Regions from separate parts of the Mus musculus genome. Here regions 1, 3 and 4 are each linked to region 2. Evidence: chromatin contacts called from public promoter capture Hi-C data. All regions are on one chromosome and are shown on one strand. The core of a region is the stretch at or near the end of the contact, and the rest is flanking DNA. Distances in the headings are between cores, read along the strand shown.

Evidence for each region. Promoter capture Hi-C pulls out the DNA fragments that hold promoters and counts their contacts.
Region 1: a contact with region 2 is called in a promoter capture Hi-C map of liver, with 3 times the contacts expected there. The contact joins the promoter of 1700052K11Rik here to the enhancer-like site in region 2. A contact is called at or near these places in 11 of 39 promoter capture datasets (the 3T3-L1 cell line, 3T3-L1-derived adipocytes, the SN4741 cell line and 6 more), 1 of 484 Hi-C or Micro-C datasets (embryonic stem cells), 13 of 115 datasets of contacts at active chromatin or transcription factors (T-cell acute lymphoblastic leukemia, astrocytes, bone marrow-derived macrophages and 9 more) and 1 of 9 other capture datasets (adipose tissue).
Region 3: a contact with region 2 is called in a promoter capture Hi-C map of liver, with 4 times the contacts expected there. The contact joins the promoter of Gosr2 here to the enhancer-like site in region 2. A contact is called at or near these places in 3 of 39 promoter capture datasets (liver and pre-B cells) and 2 of 115 datasets of contacts at active chromatin or transcription factors (astrocytes and large pre-B cells).
Region 4: a contact with region 2 is called in a promoter capture Hi-C map of liver, with 3 times the contacts expected there. The contact joins the promoter of Mettl2 here to the enhancer-like site in region 2. A contact is called at or near these places in 11 of 39 promoter capture datasets (the 3T3-L1 cell line, the C10 cell line, HPC-7-derived erythroid cells and 6 more), 2 of 15 datasets of contacts at CTCF or cohesin (large pre-B cells and pro-B cells), 13 of 484 Hi-C or Micro-C datasets (B cells, the G1E-ER4 cell line, the HPC-7 cell line and 8 more), 6 of 115 datasets of contacts at active chromatin or transcription factors (T-cell acute lymphoblastic leukemia, embryonic stem cells, forebrain and 1 more) and 1 of 9 other capture datasets (adipose tissue).

The regions. Positions count from the first base shown.
Region 1 is chr11:105,178,970-105,183,844 of GRCm38.p6, reverse strand. 1700052K11Rik (RIKEN cDNA 1700052K11 gene) reads left to right here and starts at 2,412. Exons shown (of 1, transcript NR_027956.1): 1 at 2,412-4,825. Tlk2 (tousled-like kinase 2 (Arabidopsis)) reads right to left here and starts at 2,318. Exons shown (of 22, transcript NM_001112705.2): 1 at 1,794-2,318.
Region 2 is chr11:104,459,807-104,464,203 of GRCm38.p6, reverse strand. It overlaps a transcript of Kansl1 not described here. Among named protein-coding and RNA genes, the nearest start is that of Kansl1, 20 kb to the right of the region's middle. Within about 2 kb of position 2,718, at least 2 of the 459 cell types and tissues checked have an H3K27ac peak or open chromatin away from gene starts, as enhancers often do. A contact at or near this core is called in liver, where this site is marked.
Region 3 is chr11:103,694,466-103,699,388 of GRCm38.p6, reverse strand. It overlaps Gosr2 (golgi SNAP receptor complex member 2), which reads left to right and starts at 1,666. Exons shown (of 6, transcript NM_019650.4): 1 at 1,666-1,759. The coding sequence starts at 1,731. C130046K22Rik (RIKEN cDNA C130046K22 gene) reads right to left here and starts at 1,665. Exons shown (of 3, transcript NR_102389.1): 1 at 1,517-1,665.
Region 4 is chr11:105,123,603-105,128,011 of GRCm38.p6, reverse strand. Mettl2 (methyltransferase like 2) reads right to left here and starts at 1,587. Exons shown (of 9, transcript NM_172567.3): 1 at 1,406-1,587; 2 at 1,145-1,236. The coding sequence starts at 1,515.

The DNA of each region.
Region 1 (4,875 bases), core at 1,163-3,662, 720 kb before region 2:
AAAAAAATTACAAAAAAAAGTAAATAAAAAGAAATAAAGGGGCTGGTGAGATGGCTCAGTGGGTAAGAGCACCCGACTGCTCTTCCGAAGGTCCAGAGTTCAAATCCCAGCAACCACATGGTGGTTCACAACCATCTGTAACAAGATCTGACACTCCCTCTTCTGGAGTGTCTGAAGACAGCTACAGTGTACTTACATATAATAAATAAATAAATCTTTAAAAAAAAAAAGAAAGAAACTCTTCATATAAACTCTGTAAAAGTTAAGCAGAAGGGTAGAACAAGGGCAAACTTACAAATAGAAAACTCCTGTCAGATACCTTTCAATCTAAGTACTTCTAGAGATTTCTTTCCCAAACACATAAGAACTAGTTAAGCTAAAAATATGAGTCATTTAATAATTTCAAGTGAATCCAGAGTGAATCAGAAGCTGCAAATAACGTCAAGAAGCCCTACTGTATATAGCTCCTTTCTCTGAATAGCTCACAGTAGCTAGTGAAAAATGGAATTCTTTCATGGTAAATGTAATGTAGAACCCAACATAAACCATCAACCTACATTCACTCAGGAAATTGATGTAACTGTAACAATTCCTTTACAAAATCTTTTTCTGACCACTCCATGGAACAGTAGTTTCCTCTCCACTCTGGGTACCTGCTTGCACTCCTCCCAAACAGGGAGGAGCAGGAGGGCACCATTTTTAAACTCTTTTCCTGACCAATTAATGTAGATGCTATGAGCAAGTTTGTCCATCCGATGGGAGAAAGTACTCTTGCATCATCCATTAAAAAGTTCTTCAATATTGAGAATAGAAAAAGAGCATGCATCATAACATAGGAACCCTTCAAACATTCTAGTATTCCAGAGTTACTGGAGGCACTCCTGGAGTGATTGGCAGAAATTTGTATTAAAGTTCACTGAAAAAGGAATCAAACCTTCTCTGCAATCTAACAGCTCCATAATTTCCAGTAACATCCCCTACACCCGTCCTAACTTTCATTTCCCTTCCTGGACTGAATGCCTGGAGCAAAGGGGAATGAAAAGGTGACGAATTCAAGTTTCACTCACACACACAAGTAAGGAATTAGGAAACTGTTAGAATGGTAGAAAGGCATCTTAAAAAAAAAAAAAAAAGACTGAGAAGAAAACCGAGTTTTCCCTAAGTAGGTAGGTGGCCTTGCTCACTACTTGTCCTGCCCTAATAATCGAGGTCGGAAAGGCAGAGGTTACAATGCAGTCTCTCCCCAATCCCAAGGTCTCTGGAAACATTTCCCAACCCTCCATCCCCAGGCCTGGCCCAGAAAATGAGGCCCTAGCAGTTACCCCATTTAATGTCAACTCATGATCAGAAAATACCCACCCCATCTCTTTCCAGAGGGGCTTTGGACCGGGATCCTCCCAATGGCCCCAAGCCGGGAAGCAGGACCGATGGGGCCTGGTCCCGGCGCCCCTCGCCGGCTCCAAACTTTCCCCAACTCCGGGCCCACCTGTCACGGACGGAGCGAGGGACAGCTCTCGGGGGCGCCCCGTAGGCTGCCGAGGCCTCCAGCTCCCCGGAGTCGCCTCTCCCGGCAGGCCGACCGCCACACTCCCAGGCCTGGGCCTGGTCCATCTTCGGCCCGGCCCCTCGGCGACCCCGCAGCCCTCGGGGAGCACCTCCCGCCTCGGCGCCCAGGAGCTGCGGCACGACGCCGGCCCGGGTCGCAGCCTCCTCGGGCCCTGGAGTGGGGCCCCCGGGACGGTTAATACCCCAGGCCCCGGCGCCCTTCCACGTCCAGGGGCTGAGCTTCTCACCTGCCGCCGCTGCCGCTCCACTCTCCTCTCGGGAGGGGCCCCGACCCGACCCGGCTGCTGACCGCTCCGCTCTCCCCCTGGGCAGGCCCGGGGCGGAGCCGGGGCCTCTCCTGAGCGCCGCAACCCCCCGCCCGGGCAGCCGCCGGCGGCGCCGGGCTCCACGACAGGGCGGGCGGGGGAGGGGGGCCACGGAGGCCGCAGATCCCCGAGCTCGCGTACGGAGCCAGGCGGCTGACGCGGGCCCGGGCCCGGGCGGCCGCCGGGGGGCGCGGGGCCGGCCTCCTGGCGCCGGACAAAGGCCAAGGGAGGCGCAGAAGGGTCTGGGTCGGGCCGAGAAGTGGGGGCCCGCTCGGCTGGGGGCCACTCGGGTGCGGCGCGGAGGGCGGGATGGGGGGGGGGTCGGAACCGCTAGTGCCCAGGACCCGCCTCCGGCCCCTTAATCCGGATCGGTTCGGTCCGGATTAGTAGTGATCGGTGTAAACACACTAGTGAAACCGCGTGTTTCCTCGCGAGATTTGCACGGCTGGGAGGCACGGGGGGGGGGTGTTCCTGGGGTGGGGGGGAGGTAGTGCCGGCCGTGGGGGAGGGGACGGGAAAGGTGTTGGGGGGAGGGTCGCTGCTGCCCCCGGAGCTCCGCCTCCTCCAATCAGCGGCCGCGCTGGCGGGCAGGGGTTAACCAGGGGACCCCGCACCGGCGGAACAGGCCGCGCCTGACAGGGCTGCTGAGGGCGGGCGGCTGGCGGCGCTTGCGGCCCCGCCTGCGACGTGAGGGGTGGTTGGTCGGCTCGGGGGCGCCGGGTAAGCGGCCGGGGCCGGAGCCTCGGGAGCCCGCCTTTGTGGAGACAGAGTCGGAGGCCGACGGTTGGGCTGCGCCTCAGGCCGCGGAGCAGCGTCGGAGCGGCGACCCGGCGGGACTGCCGCGCTCGCCCTGCCTCTCATCTACACACATTTTTTGGGGTGAGGAAAGAGGTTGCTCTGCCCAGCGATGGATCCGAGGAGAGAGCCCGGGAGCGGGGCAAGGGGTGTCACTGAGTTCGCGGTGCCCACCCGATGTCCGCCAGCCGGCCATCCCCCGCAGCCATGGTCCACGTCCCCAGACCCCACGCCACGCCACGCCACGCCACAGGCACGGAAAGCCGGCCGGCGGCTCTCGCCTTCCACGTACCTGACTGGCCTGGCGTCTCCAGGGACAAAGGTGTCCTGGGATCACAGCCGAGCCCTCACCAGCATGCCCCCCTCCAGAGCGGAGGTCGCTACCCGCCCCCCGGGGAACTCTCTCAAAGCACCTAGGGGGAGGTTCCATCTTAACCTCCGGTGACAAGATGGCCCTCCTGGGGTGCTGGGGGCCTGCTCTTCAGAGTGTCTGCTGAGAGGGTGAGCGCCTGCGACAGGAGGGCTTTCCTGCATGGGAAAGGGTTCCACCTCTGACCCCAGCGCCAAAGGGGGAAAAAGTCACTTTCTTCACCTAGTTTCACGAGCCAAGACACGGACTTCAAAGTAACGACTCAGCTTTTTGTTTTCTTCTGATGCTTCCTTGACCAGATGTCTGAACGTGTCTGAAGGACTACAAGGGAATCACAAGAGAAACATTCAAGCTTTTACACAGCCGGCTTGAACTTTTCCAGGCGTTGGCAAGTACTCCAAAGTAGAATTCTGTTATTATTAATTTTTCCACATATTGACTGGACAGAGACCTGCCAAATGGGCAAAGGATGATAATTCCTTTTTGTACATTCTCCATCCTTCAGAACTCAAGTAGAAAAACTCAAATTGGGAGTCATCTTCCAGATCCCAGGCTGCTTGGAAAGATGAACGTTTTGAAGGGAAGAGGGGAAGAGCAAGTCAGGAGCAAAGGGTAGGGAAAGGGGGCAAGGAGGAGCCCCCAGAATGCAGTCAGTCTCAAGCATGAAAATGATGAACAAAAGGAGTGCACTGTGGCTCCTCAAGTCTGCACAGTGGGAAAACAAAGACAGTTCTTTGATTATAGTGAGATCAAGAAAATAACACCCACATTCCCATAACTTGGGAGACTGAGATGAAACAAGATTGCCAGCCTGGGTATCTTAAGACCAAAAGAAAGGGGCCTGGAGAGATGACTCCGTGGTTAAGATTGGCACTGTTCTTGGGTTTGCTCCAAAACATCTACACCCGTAAGGCTTCCATGGACAGTGCGTTCATGTGCACACACAGACATAATTAAAAATAAATCTGAAAAGAATATGGCCTGCAACTGACTATGCAGCATGGGCTGGCCTTAGGTGGTGGGTCCTTCGACCTCTTTCAGAGTTCTGGGATTACAGGCATGCAGCCACTATACACAGCCTAAAAATAACTCCTTAAATAACACTAGAGTGTCATAAATTAGGAGAGGAGACCAGAAGAGAAAGAGAAATGGACAGTTGAAACTGAGTTCTTCCAGCTGGTCCACAAACAAGTTGTCTGGGCCAATTATCTAATCGTTTCAAGTTTCACCAACCTTGTGCTAGAGCTAGAGGATTCCCAGTGCCCTTTCTAGACCACAGGTCCCATTTTCAGCTTTTTGTTTTGATAAAAGGTCTAATGTATAGCTGAGGCTAACCTAGATCTCCCACTGGCTGAAGATACTGTCAAACTTCTGGTCCTCCTGCTCCTGCTTTCCAAGAGCTAGGATTAATTATAAGCTAGGCAAGCAGTCTACCAACTGAACTACATTCCAAGCACACAGACTCACCTTTATCTGTTTTCAGAGAGTCTCACTATGTAGCCAAGATTGTTCTAAATTCTCAGTCCTTTTGTCCCAGGCCCTAGGAGCTGGCAGTATAGGCATATGCCCTGATGCCTGTTTCCTGAGTGCAGTTTTAAAGGAACCATTTGAAGACAGATGAAATTTTTAGTTTCACCTTTTTGGGGGGGAAGATGGGGGGTCAAGACAGGGTTTCTCTGTGTAGCCCTGGCTGTCCTGAAACTCATAGAGATCCGCCTGCCTCTGCCTCCCGAGAGCTGGGATTAAAGGCGAATGCCACCACTGCCCAGCAATTTTAATTTTCTATAAATGAAGCTTTATGTCTTTTTTTTCCTGCTATTTTGTGTGAGTTCTTCATGG
Region 2 (4,397 bases), core at 1,469-3,968:
AGTACTGTATATAATGTGATGGCTGATCCTGTTATCAGGGCAATTTCTCAATAGTCTTTCACAGTTGTCTTAGTAGATGTTTTCCTTCTTTTGTTCCTAAAAGTCACCTGCCTTGCCTTGATCCTCTTTTTCTCATTCTGTGTGGGAACTCAGAGTCTGTTGTAAGTTGTAAATCACTTACTGTCTGTATGCTGATGATTTGCCAGTGTGTGTTTTCCAGCTCCGACTAGTTTTCTGATCTCCAATCACAATTACTTCTTTGACATTTCCCATTAGGTATCTAATTTAAAAATCAGTGTATAGTGTATTAGTTCTCAGTACTTACTTCTGCAAGTCTAACTCTTCCTATCTTCATACCCTGATGATAGTACCATTATCCATTCAGTCACTCAGGTCAGGGGTTTGGAAGCCCTCCAGAGCGTTTCTTGTGCCATCTTAACCATCACTTTTTTTTTTTTAAAGCATCATCAGGCTTATGTTTGAATTACTCGTTTTTAAGCTGATAATTATGTATTGCACCTGCACAACTTTTAGGGATCAGTCAGTTCTCTATTTCCACCATGTGGGTCTCCTTGATTGAACCCAGGATGTCAGCCTTTGCAGCAGACACCTTTACCTGCTGAGCCATCTTTTCAGCCTACTACCGTTGTTTATAAATGGTTTCCTGCTCATTTTCATTTCTCCCTTCTGAGTTCAGAGCATCACCTTTTTGCCTGCATGACATTTGAGTCACCTCATTATTCTCTTTACCGTCTATCTTCCAAGCTTCTTGTAAATGTAGATCTTATGAATGATTATGTCCTTTTTTTCCCTGTGGCTTTCAGCTTTTGAGGTACACTTTGGTTGCTTTAGCCAAGTGCTGATGCTCTGATTGCCTGGCTCCAGTTGTTTCAACAGCTTCCTTTGTGTACTCTGTACCTGCCCTCTGGGCCTTCAAACAGGCTGTTATCTTTTTTAAAGGGCCTTTACTATCTTCTGGCAATTTATTCCTCTTCCCTTTATCTTTAATGTTTGTGTGTGTCTGTGTGAATGTATGCCTTGTGTGTGAATGGAGGCCAGAAGACGGCATCAGGTCCTTTGAAGAACTGGAGTGAGCTCTATGAGATGTGCATAGTGAGTGTTAACTAAATGGATCTCTGGAAGAACAAAAATTGTTCTTAACCACTGAGCCATCTCTCTAGCTGTCTTCTATTTCTTTCTTTCTTTCTTTTTTTTTTTTTTTTAGATGTTTATTTATTGTTATATATAAGTACACTGTAGCTGTCTTCAGACACCAGAAGAGGGCGTCAGATCTCATTACGGGTGGTTGTGAGCCACCATGTAGTTGCTGGGATTTGAACTCAGGACGGTTGGAAGAACAGTCAGTGCTCTTTATCCACTGAGCCATCTCACCAGCCCTGTCTTCTATTTCTTAGTAACAGTTATCACCATAATATTAACAGCAACAGAAAGTACCACTGGATGTATCCTGTGGACCTCTGGTCCTCAGTGTGTGTGTTGCCTGTAGTGCTTGCTCTGGGTGTTCAAGCCTAGGACATCTAATATTGAGTGGCCACTAGTTCGCTTCTCTTGCACTTTGTGAATCTCCTAAGTTTTCTGGGATCAAAAGCTGTTTCTTGTTATTTTATCTTATCTTATTTTTATTTTTAAAATTTTCATTTCTTATATTTAGTATTTGGAATGTGTTTAAAATGGATTGCCTAAGGACATTGCCAGACTTAGAACTTAACTCTTTATAGTTTTTGAGACAGTCTTACTCTGTAGCCCAATGTTGGCTTGATTTCACGCTGTAGCTCATCTGGTCCCTTAATTTGTGGTGATCCTCTCACTTCAGTCTCCCAAAACACAATGAAATCTGCATCTTTAGGAAAGGATCAGTGGAAAAGCAGAATTGTTATATCTATTTGCCAGTCTTAGTCTTACTCTTTGAAAATAAACAGAGTCTGGTTTGATAAGTGTAAGCAGGTTTGGAATGAGGGTAGGCAGTAGTTATAGTTACATTCTTGTGGTGTTGAGGACCAAACCAAGGACCTAATTTGTATTAGGGAAGCACTCCACCCCTCTCCTTTATATTTTTCTCCCCTATTGAACCTATGACCTTACTATGCTGGCATACACTCCATCGTTGAGTTATATCTTAACTTCTCCTTATATACTTGCTTTTGATGACAATTCAGTCAATTTCAAAAGGTAACCAGAATGGTTTCATATTATTAAAATAGAGAGACATTAATAATGTGGACCTGAAATGTACCAGCCAATCAATGTATTTAGTAGGGAACTGCTAAATTTGTTCTTTCATAGTAAGGAGTGATTTTTTTCCCTTCTTTTTTCTAGAACATGTTAAGTATAAGTTTAGAAACAGCTTTCCCTTATCTGTGTATATGTTGTTTGTAGCAATAGTTGTGTCCAGTCTATCTACCTCTTGATTATGGCTATATTTGACCAGCAGGGGGAGCCAAAGTTGCTTATGTGGCTTTATCCCAATTGATTTTTCTCAAGAGAAAAAAGCTTTATTGACAAAGAACATAATGAAAGTTCACAAAAAAGAAAATATAAACACATGAAAAGCATTTTTATTTTGATAACTAATCAAAGGTATGCAAAGTTAATGATTTCATTTATTAAATTGCCAAATGAACTGTCATAGGCTGGCCTTAAACTCAAATTAGTGTGTCTCTGCCTCCCCAGTGCTGGTCTAAAGGTGTGTGCCACTACAACCTGGCAAGAGTAAGTATTTTTAATGTCTTGAATACATGGGTAGTGAAAACACTCAGGCTGCAGAACTACTGTATTGTTGTAGACCTTTGGTGCTGTGAATTGAATACAGGGATATTTATTTACTTTTAAAGATTTATTTTTATTTATGTATGTCATATGTGTGCAGTGTCCAAGGAGAGCAGAAGAGGGCATTGACTGTGCTGAAATTGAATAGGTGGTGGTAAGCCATTTGAAGAAGGTGCTTAGAACTGAACTTTAGTCCTTTGGAAAAGCAGCAAACACTGTTAACTGATTGATTAGCCATCCCTCCACACTATATTGACCATACTGGCCTTGAACTCACAGAGATGTGTTTGCGTTTGCCTTCCAAGTCCTGAGATTAAAGGCATGCTCTACCACTCCCTGCTGAAATTAATTAATTAATTAATTAATTAGAGATACAGTTTTACTTCGTAGCTTTGGCTATTCTGGAACTCACAGAAATCTACCTGTCTCTACCTTCTGAGTGCTTGAAATTGAAGGCATGAGCTAACAGGCCTTGCTGAAAAAAAATTTTTTTTTTGACGATTAAAGCAATATTTTAGGTGTGTTTATTTTTCTTGAGTATGAATCTTTTGCTTGCTTGTAAGTATATGACCACCATACTGAGTGCCCCAGAGGTCAGCAGAAGGTGTTGGATCCTCAGAAACTAGAGTTACAGATAGTTGTGGGGTACCGTGTGGATGCTGCATCCCCTGCAAGCATAAGCACAACTTCTTAACTGCTGAGACGTCTATCTCTTGAATATTGTTTGATTTTTTTTTTCTTGAGACAATTTTATACTATGTGGTCTTGGACTGCCTAGAACTCTGAATAAACGAGGTAGGGCTTGATGATTTTGCTTGTGGCACCGTCCCCTCCCCCCTCCCCCAAGTGCTGGGATTACAGCTGTTCATCTTCATGTTTGCTTTTTTGAGGATTTTTTTAATGCCTTGAGAATTTCAGGATTCCAGAGCTTGAGAATTCTACAGCTACATAAAAGATTCTAAGTATGAAATAGAAGAATATGTATTTCTTATACATATGTGATGGTTTGTATATTCTTGGCCCAGGGAGTGGCACTATTAGGTGGTATAGCCTTGTTGGAGTAGGTGTGTGACTGTGGGCATGGGCTTTAAGCTTATCCTAGCTGCCCAGAAGATAGGAGAACTATTGGCCTTCAGATGAAAATGTAGAACTCTCAGCTCCTCCTGCACCATGCCTGCCTGGATGGTGCCATGCTACTGCCTTGATGATAACATATAAGCCAGTCCCAATTAAATGTTGTCCTTATAAGAGTTGTCTTAGTCATGATATTTCTTCACAGTAATAGAACATTGACTAAGACAGAAGTTGGTACCAGGGACTGGAGTATTGCTGTGATAGGCCTGACCATGATTTTATTTGTGCAGATCTGGCCCAAGATCAGTATGTGATGTAAAGACTGTTTTGTGGTATTTTGGTAAAGAATGGCTGCTTTTAGCCATTATCTTAAGAGTCTGCCTAAAGTGAAGAGATTTAGATTCATTGCTTTGAAAAAGGAAGCCCCCCCCCTTCCCCCCAGGGTTTCTCTGTGTAGCCCTGGCTGTCCTGGAACTCACTTTGTAGACCGCTGGCCTTGAACTCAGTAATTCGCCTGCCTCTGCCTCCCAAGTGCT
Region 3 (4,923 bases), core at 417-2,916, 760 kb after region 2:
TGATGCATTCAGGCCCTGAAGACCTGTGGCATTATAAATAATAACAGCTTTGTTTTCTTTTGTTTTTCATGGTGGTCAGAAATAGCACATTCAAAAATAAAGGACAAGAACAGGTATAGTTACTGGGCCCACAGTGGATAGTATAAGGAATCTTTGCTGTATTTATTACAAAAAAAGGGAATATTATAAAAATGAATACCATCCATCCTGGCAGCAAAGTCATGGTGGCAGGCAGCTTCATGGTGCTGGGAATGGAGGCAGCTACTCACTGCACCTCAGCTGAGCAGAAAACAAAGGAGAAGACTGGCACTTTCCCCCTATTACTTATTTTTTTCCTGTTCTTATAAATCTGTAATATAATTTAAAATCAAAATGCCTATAGAGCAAAGACCCACAAAGATTTGACCTGGGACCTCACACAAGTCAGAGACAATTCTACTGAGACACACACAAGCACACATATACATACTTCCCTGTGCATCCCTCACCAGCAAAGTACTAAAAAACTAAGGATACAGCCTTTTATCTATGCCCCGCCCCCACGCTACTCAACCTTAGCTAAAGTGCACCATTCCCACAAACCCTCTATCGGTTCTTGAAGGCCCCCCATGCTTTCTTGATCCATGAACCCCTACTGCTCTTCTCCAGGCAAATGGTCCTTAGTCATACCCTAAATGTTGATTGTTAATTCAGCTTTAAAATAAGGACTTTCTCAATAGACAGCGAAACACCAGGAATGTGTTTTACCTGGGTTCCTATCCTACATATCTGTGCATGGTGCATAGTAGATGTTCAATAAATGGGAGTGGAACTGGGAAATGTAATGTTAGGGAAAGAATGAATATGGGCGGGCAGTCTCTTGGGACATAAAACTGGGAGGGATGCAGGATACAGGAAAATCCAAGCTTCAGCTCACCAAAGGAAGAGGAACAACTCCTCCCTTGGGAGGAACTGTAGATAAGAACCTAGATGGATGGAAATGAGATGGGCCTAGGTGAAGACAAGTGTTTGAACCTTTCCAAGTCCTAATCCAAATGTCACCCGCCCTTCATGTCTTTAAAAACAATTTCCTATTGACCACAACACCAGCCCAGCTCATTATCTTTGTATTTATTTGGATGTTCTACCATTATCTTTGTACTTATTTGGAATGTTTATTTGTATACAGATCGTAGTTCCTTCTCTAGTCCAACCTCTTGAAGAACAGGGAAATTTTGGTTGTTCCACGTCATATGCTAACCACTCACTCACTGTGGGTTTACTAAAAATGAGCCGGAGATGGGAAGACTAGTGGGCGGACTAGTTCGAGGCAGGAAAAGCACGCGTCGTGAGGAAGTGAGATTCCCCAGACCTGTAATTACACACTCCAAGGAGAAGCCAAGCCCGACCGCGGGGCGGAGAGCGACGTAGAGAGTCGCCGGCGACTTCTCGGGGGAGGCTCTGACGTCAGTGCCTCGCGACCGTCCTCTCCGCTACCTGATTCAATCCCGGAGCTGGACTTTAGCAAAAAACTCACCCCCGCCGCTCTCCGCGAGCTCCGGCCCGGAGCCACACCCATCCCTCGCGTCCCGCTTTCCTTCCGCGCAACCCCGTCTCCGACCTCACAACCACCACGGGACAGGCACACTCGCGGGCGCCCTACTCAGCAGGGCGGGCCCTGAGACCGGAAGCCGGAAGTGGGGTTGTGAGGACGTGTTCCGAGGAAGCCGCAGGCCGGCTAGGCCGGCGTCATGGAGCCCCTATACCAACAAACGAACAAGTGAGGGCTGCGTCGGGGAGCGGGCTGGGCTCCGCCCGGGCTGCGGCCCCTAGGGCTCGGGGCTCTGGGGACTGTCATTGTGGAGGTTTCCGCTCGGGCTGCTCCGCATCTCTTAGCCCCTGGTGCGATGCTCTTAGCCGAAGGGGATCGAGCCGGGGCGCGAAGGCTTGGGCCCGGTAGCTCTTGGCCGCAAGCCGTGACTGCCTATTGGCAAGGGAAAGCAGCGCCCCTAGGTTACAGCACTTGATCCAGCACCTGCCAGCTTAGTCCTCCGGGTTGGTAGAGCTTAGAGAACAGAGAAAACTGTTGCCGAGGCTTGTGTCTATGAATCTATTGCTTAAGTGGGAGTGTCAGGGGTTGTACGAAAGAAGTATTTTGTGTACTTGATTGGACATTTAAAGAACTTATTTTTGTGACACAAAGACGGGCAGGTAACTAGTGACTATTTTTGTGAGTCATATCTGATTACAAGTTAGCCTTAAGGAAATTGAAATTGAGTCTTAGATTAGCTTTTCATAACTAAGTTTCCTTGGTGGGTCCTTTTTTTTTTTTTTTTTTTTTTTTTTCCATACCGTCCTTTGTTTTGGGAACTTGCAGTGTTATGCAGCTAGACACCATGAGGGGCCACATACCTATGTTAGTTTAAGAACTTTCTATTGATTGTATGACAGCACTGAAAAATCTTATTCCTTGGGCCTGAAAAATGACATAAACTAGTCATCCTGCCTCCCCAGGAAACTCATAACAAAAAGAATGGAAATAAGATGGTGGTTATTCTCTTTTTACCTTTTTTTTTTTTAAATTTGTTTATTATATGTAAGTACACTGTAGCTGTCTTCAGACACCTCAGAAGAGGGCATCAGATCTCATTGCAAATGGTTGTGAGCCACCATGTGGTTGCTGGGAATTGAACTCAGGACCTTCGGAAGAGCAGTCAGTGCTCTTAACCTCTGAGCCATCTCTCCAATCCCCCTTTTTACTTTTGTCAACAAAATGTTTGATTTGGGTGGGGGAAAATAAACTACATTGTAATGACAATTTGCATATTATATAATAAGTGTAGGAAGAGATTTTAAAAGACTATCCTGTGAGTCACGTGGAAAAGGAATGAGGCAGAAAATTGCCCTCATTTACTAAGAACGGATCCTTTCCATAGCAAGACACATGGACCTAGCAGAGCGGTGAGTTAATCTGCTAGTTGCTGAATTGACAGAACAGTGTCAGAACATACTCGTCTCACTAGAACTTTGAACTGATTCTGTGATTATCTCTAACTGTGAAGGTACGTTGACATAAAATCGATTATTTAAAGTCATATAGCTGGAAAAGTCCTGAGCACTGAGTGGATGAACAAAACAAAAAAAAAAGAAAGAAAGAAAGACAGGATGTTTTACATTAGCAATATTCTACTAGGATGAGCTTTAAAGAGAATCCAGTAGGCTTCCATTTTGGGTACTCATGTTCATAAAAGATACATTTGTCCCTTGTGTTGTCTAGCTGCCATCCTGGAATTCATCTTTAGATAGTTTGGAGTAAGTAGGTCTCAGACACAAACAGCTCTGGAGTGATCACGCAGGCTTTTCTGGTGGTTTTACTCAGTAGTTAGTTTTAAGAATTATTATCTCAAGATCAGTTTGTCAGCTTGCCTTAGGAGGTAAAGACTAGCTATGGAGGTAGAGTGGAAGACGTGACAATAACCAAGTGCATGTGAAAACTGTGGGCGTGTATGTGTTGTGTGGGTGTGTGTACATTCAAGATGGGATTCTATTACATAGCTGAGGTTAGCCTATAAGTTGTGGTGTAGCTTAGACTGGCCTTGAACTTACAGTCCACCTGCTTCTTTGTCCTGTGTGCTAAGATGACAGGTGAGCACCACTATATCCACTACTTACTAACTTCCTCCCTTCCTTCCCGTCATGTCCCATCCTGTCTGATCCAGTCCCTCCCAACCAATCAACCAACCTCCCTCCCTCTCTTCCTCTGTTCATTCGTCCTTTTCTTTCTTCATCCGTTTGTTTGTTTGAGGTAGAGTCTCACTTTGTAGCCCTGGCTGACCTGGGACTCACTATGAAAACTAGACTGGCCTGGAACTCTTAGAGATCCACCTGCCTCTGTCTCTCGAGCTGTTGGGATTACGGATATACCACCACTCTCATTAGTTTAAAAGCAACGGCAGTTTAACTTGTTACTGTTCTGGGTTACATAGCTTCTTCATATGGCAAAGGGTTCCATAATCTCTCAGATAATTGTTTCCATAGCAGCTCAGTTGGAGACTTGAGACAAGGAGGCACCAAGAAGTAAAATGACTTGCTCATTGTCTGTCAGCTTTTCGTAGTTGAACTAGATTTGCAGCTGAGATCCTTTAACTCCCAAACCCTGTTTCTTGTCCGTGGTGGACAGAGGTAGTGAGCCACAGACTGACTGTGGTGGAGGTAGGCGGGTAGGTTTATGACCTTCGTTTTCACTTGTGTGTGGTCCAGGCTGTTCTCAAATTCAAGATCTCCCTGCTGGGATTATAGACAGTACCACCATTGGGCCCAACAGATTCACTGACTTCTTTAAAGAGCACTTTCGTGTAATAGTCTTCCTACGACATAAGGAAAGCTTTAAAAACAACAACTACAACAACAACAGCAGTGCCTCTTGCTTGCCACGTACTAGCTCTCTGCCTGGCTATATTACCACCCAAGTCCATGATGGACCCCATGCTAGACAGGCCAGAGATGCCTTTTTCTCTCATGCCTACACCACCAAGTCATATTTGGGCATCACCTATCACTTGGCTGTGTAGGTGGTGTCTGGTTCCTAGTTGAATGGAAACAGAGTCTCCAAGTGCCAGATTACTAGCTCCCTCCATGCCTTTCACACCTGCCATGTTGTTTGCTGTCATTTCTTAGAATGGAATGGGATGTAGAGACTGGACTTCCTTTATTGATTATGTCTTTTCTAATTCATTTACATCCAAACAGGACTTACAAATAAAAATCAAATGGGGAAAGCCAGTAATGTTTTTCAGTAATTTCTTAAAAGTTATCCTTTTTAGCTTGGGGTATTACTATTGTGTGTCCTGCCCTTGAGACTCTCAGACTTGAAAAGGACGGACAGGAGCGCCATTGCAGTTCTGTCTTTGCTCATTAAAACCTTTGTAAGGCTGGGCAGTCTAC
Region 4 (4,409 bases), core at 338-2,837, 660 kb before region 2:
TGAAAGAATAAAAACCTGAGAAATTGGAATCCACCACTGACTGCTTACCTCTAGGCAAAGCACTTAAGGCCCCGTGGTCCAAGTTTAATCGTTTTGGAGACTAGATCACCCTATGCTGCCCAGGATGGCCTCCAATTCAGTGATCCTTCTGCCTCAGCCTCCCACGGAGCTGAGTCTACAGGAATACACCACTGCACTTGGCTAACTGGTCCTTTAACTGCGAAAAGAGGATACTGGGCTACATGATTTTCAAAATCCCTCTCAACTCTACGAAGCTTTATCTAGTCTTATCTACCTAACAATGCAGGCAGGGTGCCTACTTTGCAACTGGAATATATACATATACTTATTTTTGAGACAAGCTCTCATGCAGCCCAGGCAGGAGTGGAACTCTACGTAGCAAGGATGCTCTTGACCCCACTCAACCTCTTGTCTCTGCCTCCCAAGAGATTACACCCCTACATCTTAGGAGGTACGTGCCTGGCCAGTGACCTCGGTACTATAGAGAAACTATCAGTGCTTATTATCATAACCGATGAGCCATCTCTCCAACCCCCTGATGCCTATTACCTTAAAGTTCCAGGTTTACTTTCAAACGCCTCCTAGAAACAGGGACAACCAGTTCTAGTATTTTATAAAGGAATTATTCTTGTCTTCGGAAATGACCTCTTTCGCTTTGAGCAGACTCGTCTCTCCACTCTGCTGCACGCATCTTTCTTTGGTAGAAGTCCCACATCTCCAAACCCAACACCTCAAGAAAAGATGTTATGATCTAATCCTCTCCTCCCACAGTACGTTAGGATCCGACCACATCAATCTAGCTCTGATGGAAACGTCCCAGCAGAAGGTAAACTGTAGAAGCTACCCTAAGATGACTGAACGACTTTACGGTTGCCACAGGCCAGCCACATCAACGCGACACTCGTAGAACTAGAGAGTTCAACAACAACAACAACAAAGTCCAACCCCAATGGCTTCAAGACTTTGTTAGAAGACAGCCCCTTTGCCTCCTAACCCGTCCCCTCCCCGACCCGTTCTGGGCCGGAGTTCTCCATCAGGTCAGTGATAAAACGATCCCGGTGCCCCCATTTTTCTTGCCGTCTGGAGGAGGCGCGTCCCACACTGCGGGCACAACGGAGCGCACCTTGCTTCTCCGGGCACACCAGCGGGGAGCTGTTCTCCTGCACTTTCCTCTCCGCCGCCGCGGCCTGCTCCTCGGACCACTTCACGTTGTCCCTGTGAAAACCAAACGGGCAGCTTCAGGCCCACCGGTCCCGGACCCGGGAACGTCGGTCCTCGGGAGGCGAACGCTTCAGCTACCGCCGCGGGAGGAGGGCCAGCGGGCAGGGCTTTTCTCCAAGTGCTCCGGGCTGGCGAAGAGCCGGGCGAGATGCAGGGCAGTTACCAGGCATTGTGATGGAAGACGCGCGCCGGGTCGCTCAGGAACCGGTGCCCGAACTGCGGTCTCTTCCCGTCCTCGGTCTCCGGCACGCCTTCAGGGAAGGAGGCCGCCATGACACCGGAGACGGAAACGCCTTCTCTTCCCGAAGGCGAGGACTTCCTGTGGGCCACGCCCCTTCCGGAAGTAGCGTCACTGGGAGGGAAGATGGAGGGCGGGGCGGGGCGGGGCGGGGCGGGGCGGGGCGGGGCGGGGCGGGTTCCAAGTGATTGGGAAGCTCAGCGGAGGCGAGTCCGAAAGGAGTCATTTCTCCCTGGAGATGCACAAGGGCGTGCAGCACGGGGAGGAAGTAGGAGGCTATTCCCTCGAGTACGGTTCCGTGCAGGTCCCAAGATTCCCCCCAGGAAAAGCTTTGACTAGCCGACTGTGATGAGACGTGGTCACCAGACCACAGTCCGCGGGGAGGCAGCGCGTGGGTTTTGAGAGCATGAAGCTTCCGTGTTAAATGACATAACCGACCACACCTCCTTGAAAAGCCAGGCTTAATTGGCACAATAAAAATTGTAATTCGTTCATGCATAGAGCTTGTAATATGTATTCAATTTATTTAAATGTATACATTGTACACTTATATACTATACATATATGTATAAATATTTTAAAACTAATAGTAGGTCACTGGTATATAATTTATAATTGCACATTTTTAGCCTTATATTTTCTATTTAAATAAATTTCCCCTTTATGTGTACGCATGGTTGTGCACCACGTGCATGCAATGCTCATGGAGGCCAGAAGAGGGCACCAGATCTCCTCGAACTGGAGTTACAGATGCTTGTGAACCAACATATGGGTACCAGGGATCAAAATATGGGTCTCCTAGAAGAGTAGCCAGTGCCCTTAATTATAGGGCTCTCCAGGCTCTATAATTTCTTTAGGCTTGGTGGCAGGCAGCTTACTTGCTGTGCCATTTTACCAGCCAGAGTTATTGTTGTTGTTGTTATTATTGTTGTTGTTTTTGTTATTATTTTGATACATTTTGAAGGACTATGTAATTCTGGCTGGCCTCCAGCTCTCTATGCAGATTAAACTGGCCTCAAACTCAGAGATGTGCCTGTCTCTGCCTCTCAAGTACCGGGATTAAAGGCATTCACCATCACATCCAGCTATATGTATTTTTTTTTTTTAATATCATGCTCTTTAAAAGCTGTTAGTGTTCACATTCAACAATCCCATTATATAATTTTTGTGTGTGCAGAAAGCTCATTGTCCTTTTACTTGAAGTTCCAACATTATTTTTAATAAGTGAGCCATTTGAAATATATGGCTGCTTCTCTTTCTCTCTCCTCTCCTCCCTCCCTTCTTCCCCCCCCCCGTGTGTGTTTTAATTATTATTTTCTTTTTAAATATAGAATTCCTCTATATAGCTCTGACTATCTCATAACTCTCTTTGTAGACCAGGAAGGTTTCAACTTCAGAGATCTGCCTGCCTCTGGCTTCTGGGTACTGGGATCAAAGATGTGTGCTGCCTCCACACCTGGCTAGGTTTTTATTTTTGAGATTATGACATTACATCACTCCTCCTCAACCCTCCCATATTCCCCTCCTTACTCTTTCAAATGCATGGCTTCTGAAAATGGATGAGTGTGTCACTGTGTACCCTTATCTGGCTTCAAACTCTGGACCCTCCTGTCACGTCTAACTTTGCCAGTGCTGGAATTACAACATGCATTTCCAAATGTTTAACTATTCTAAACTTGAGCTTTTGTTTTTAGACCATTTTCTTTTTTGTGTCTATTTACATCAGTGTATTTCAGTGTATCTATTTACTTCAGTGTATTGTATCATTTACTGAAAATGGTGTGTGTGCTTGGTTTTCTTTTTTAAATTTATTTATTTCTATTTTATGTCCATTGGTAATTTAACTTCATGCATTTCTGTGTGAAGGTATCAGATCCCCTAGAACAGGAGTTACACACAGTTGTGAGCTGCCACGTGGGTGCTAAGACTTGACCCCTGGTGCTCTGGAAAAGCAGATGGTGTTCTTAACCGCTGAGTCACCTCTCCATTTTCTTTAAAAAATTATTTGTGTGTGTGTGTGTGTTCAGAGGAATATCAGATCTCCTGGAGCTGGAGTTACAGGTAGTTGTGAGCTGCCTGATGTAGGTGCTGGGAACTGAATTCACGTCCTCTTTCGAGAGCAGCTCTTAATCGCTGTGCCCTCTCGCTAACCCACTAAATGAGTTTACACAATGTATTTTGCTGGCCTGTACCAACTCATTTTCCTTCGGCAGTTGAAGCATCTAACATCTTTTGAAAGGAGTTCGGAAGACGTGGTGCAAGGTGGTCAGAATACATTGAGAACTGTGTTTCAGAGGAATCGAGGGGCCCCCTAGTGGACGATAAAGGGCACTCTCCTACTAAGCGGATATATTCAATGCTTGGAAAGGCTAAAGGCTCTCCAGGGGATCGACTTGGATGTTAGCCCAGGGCAGGGTAGTTAATCATTTCATGACCCAGCCACCCCAACCCCATCACCCTCCCAACCCCTTGTTGCAGGCGGTGCCAATTCTGGGCCATTTAATGGCGTTGCTGTGGAACAAGAGCTCCAGGGAAGGATCTTGATGTCTTAATTGCTTCTTTTTAACTTTTACAGAGCATGAGCAGCCTTTTGTATAAACTGATTTAATAACCTTTTTTGTTTTTGTTTTTTTCTTTTAAAAAACTTTTTGATTCTTTGTGGATTTCACAGCATGCAATCCCACTCATCTCTCCTTCCTTCCATATTCCCTATTGCCCTCACAACCTACCCTCCAAAAGAAAACAAAAACCCCATCTCTCTGTCGAATCTGCGGTGTATCACACAGTTTACTCTTTTACTCAAACGGCTTGCAAATATCATTGATCTGGCTTGGTACCTCTGGCTTCTGCTATACTATCAATACTGGATCCTCTCTTGAATTCTTTTCAGATAGCCTATTATTGGCCTGTGTCATGGAGATCCTGCAGC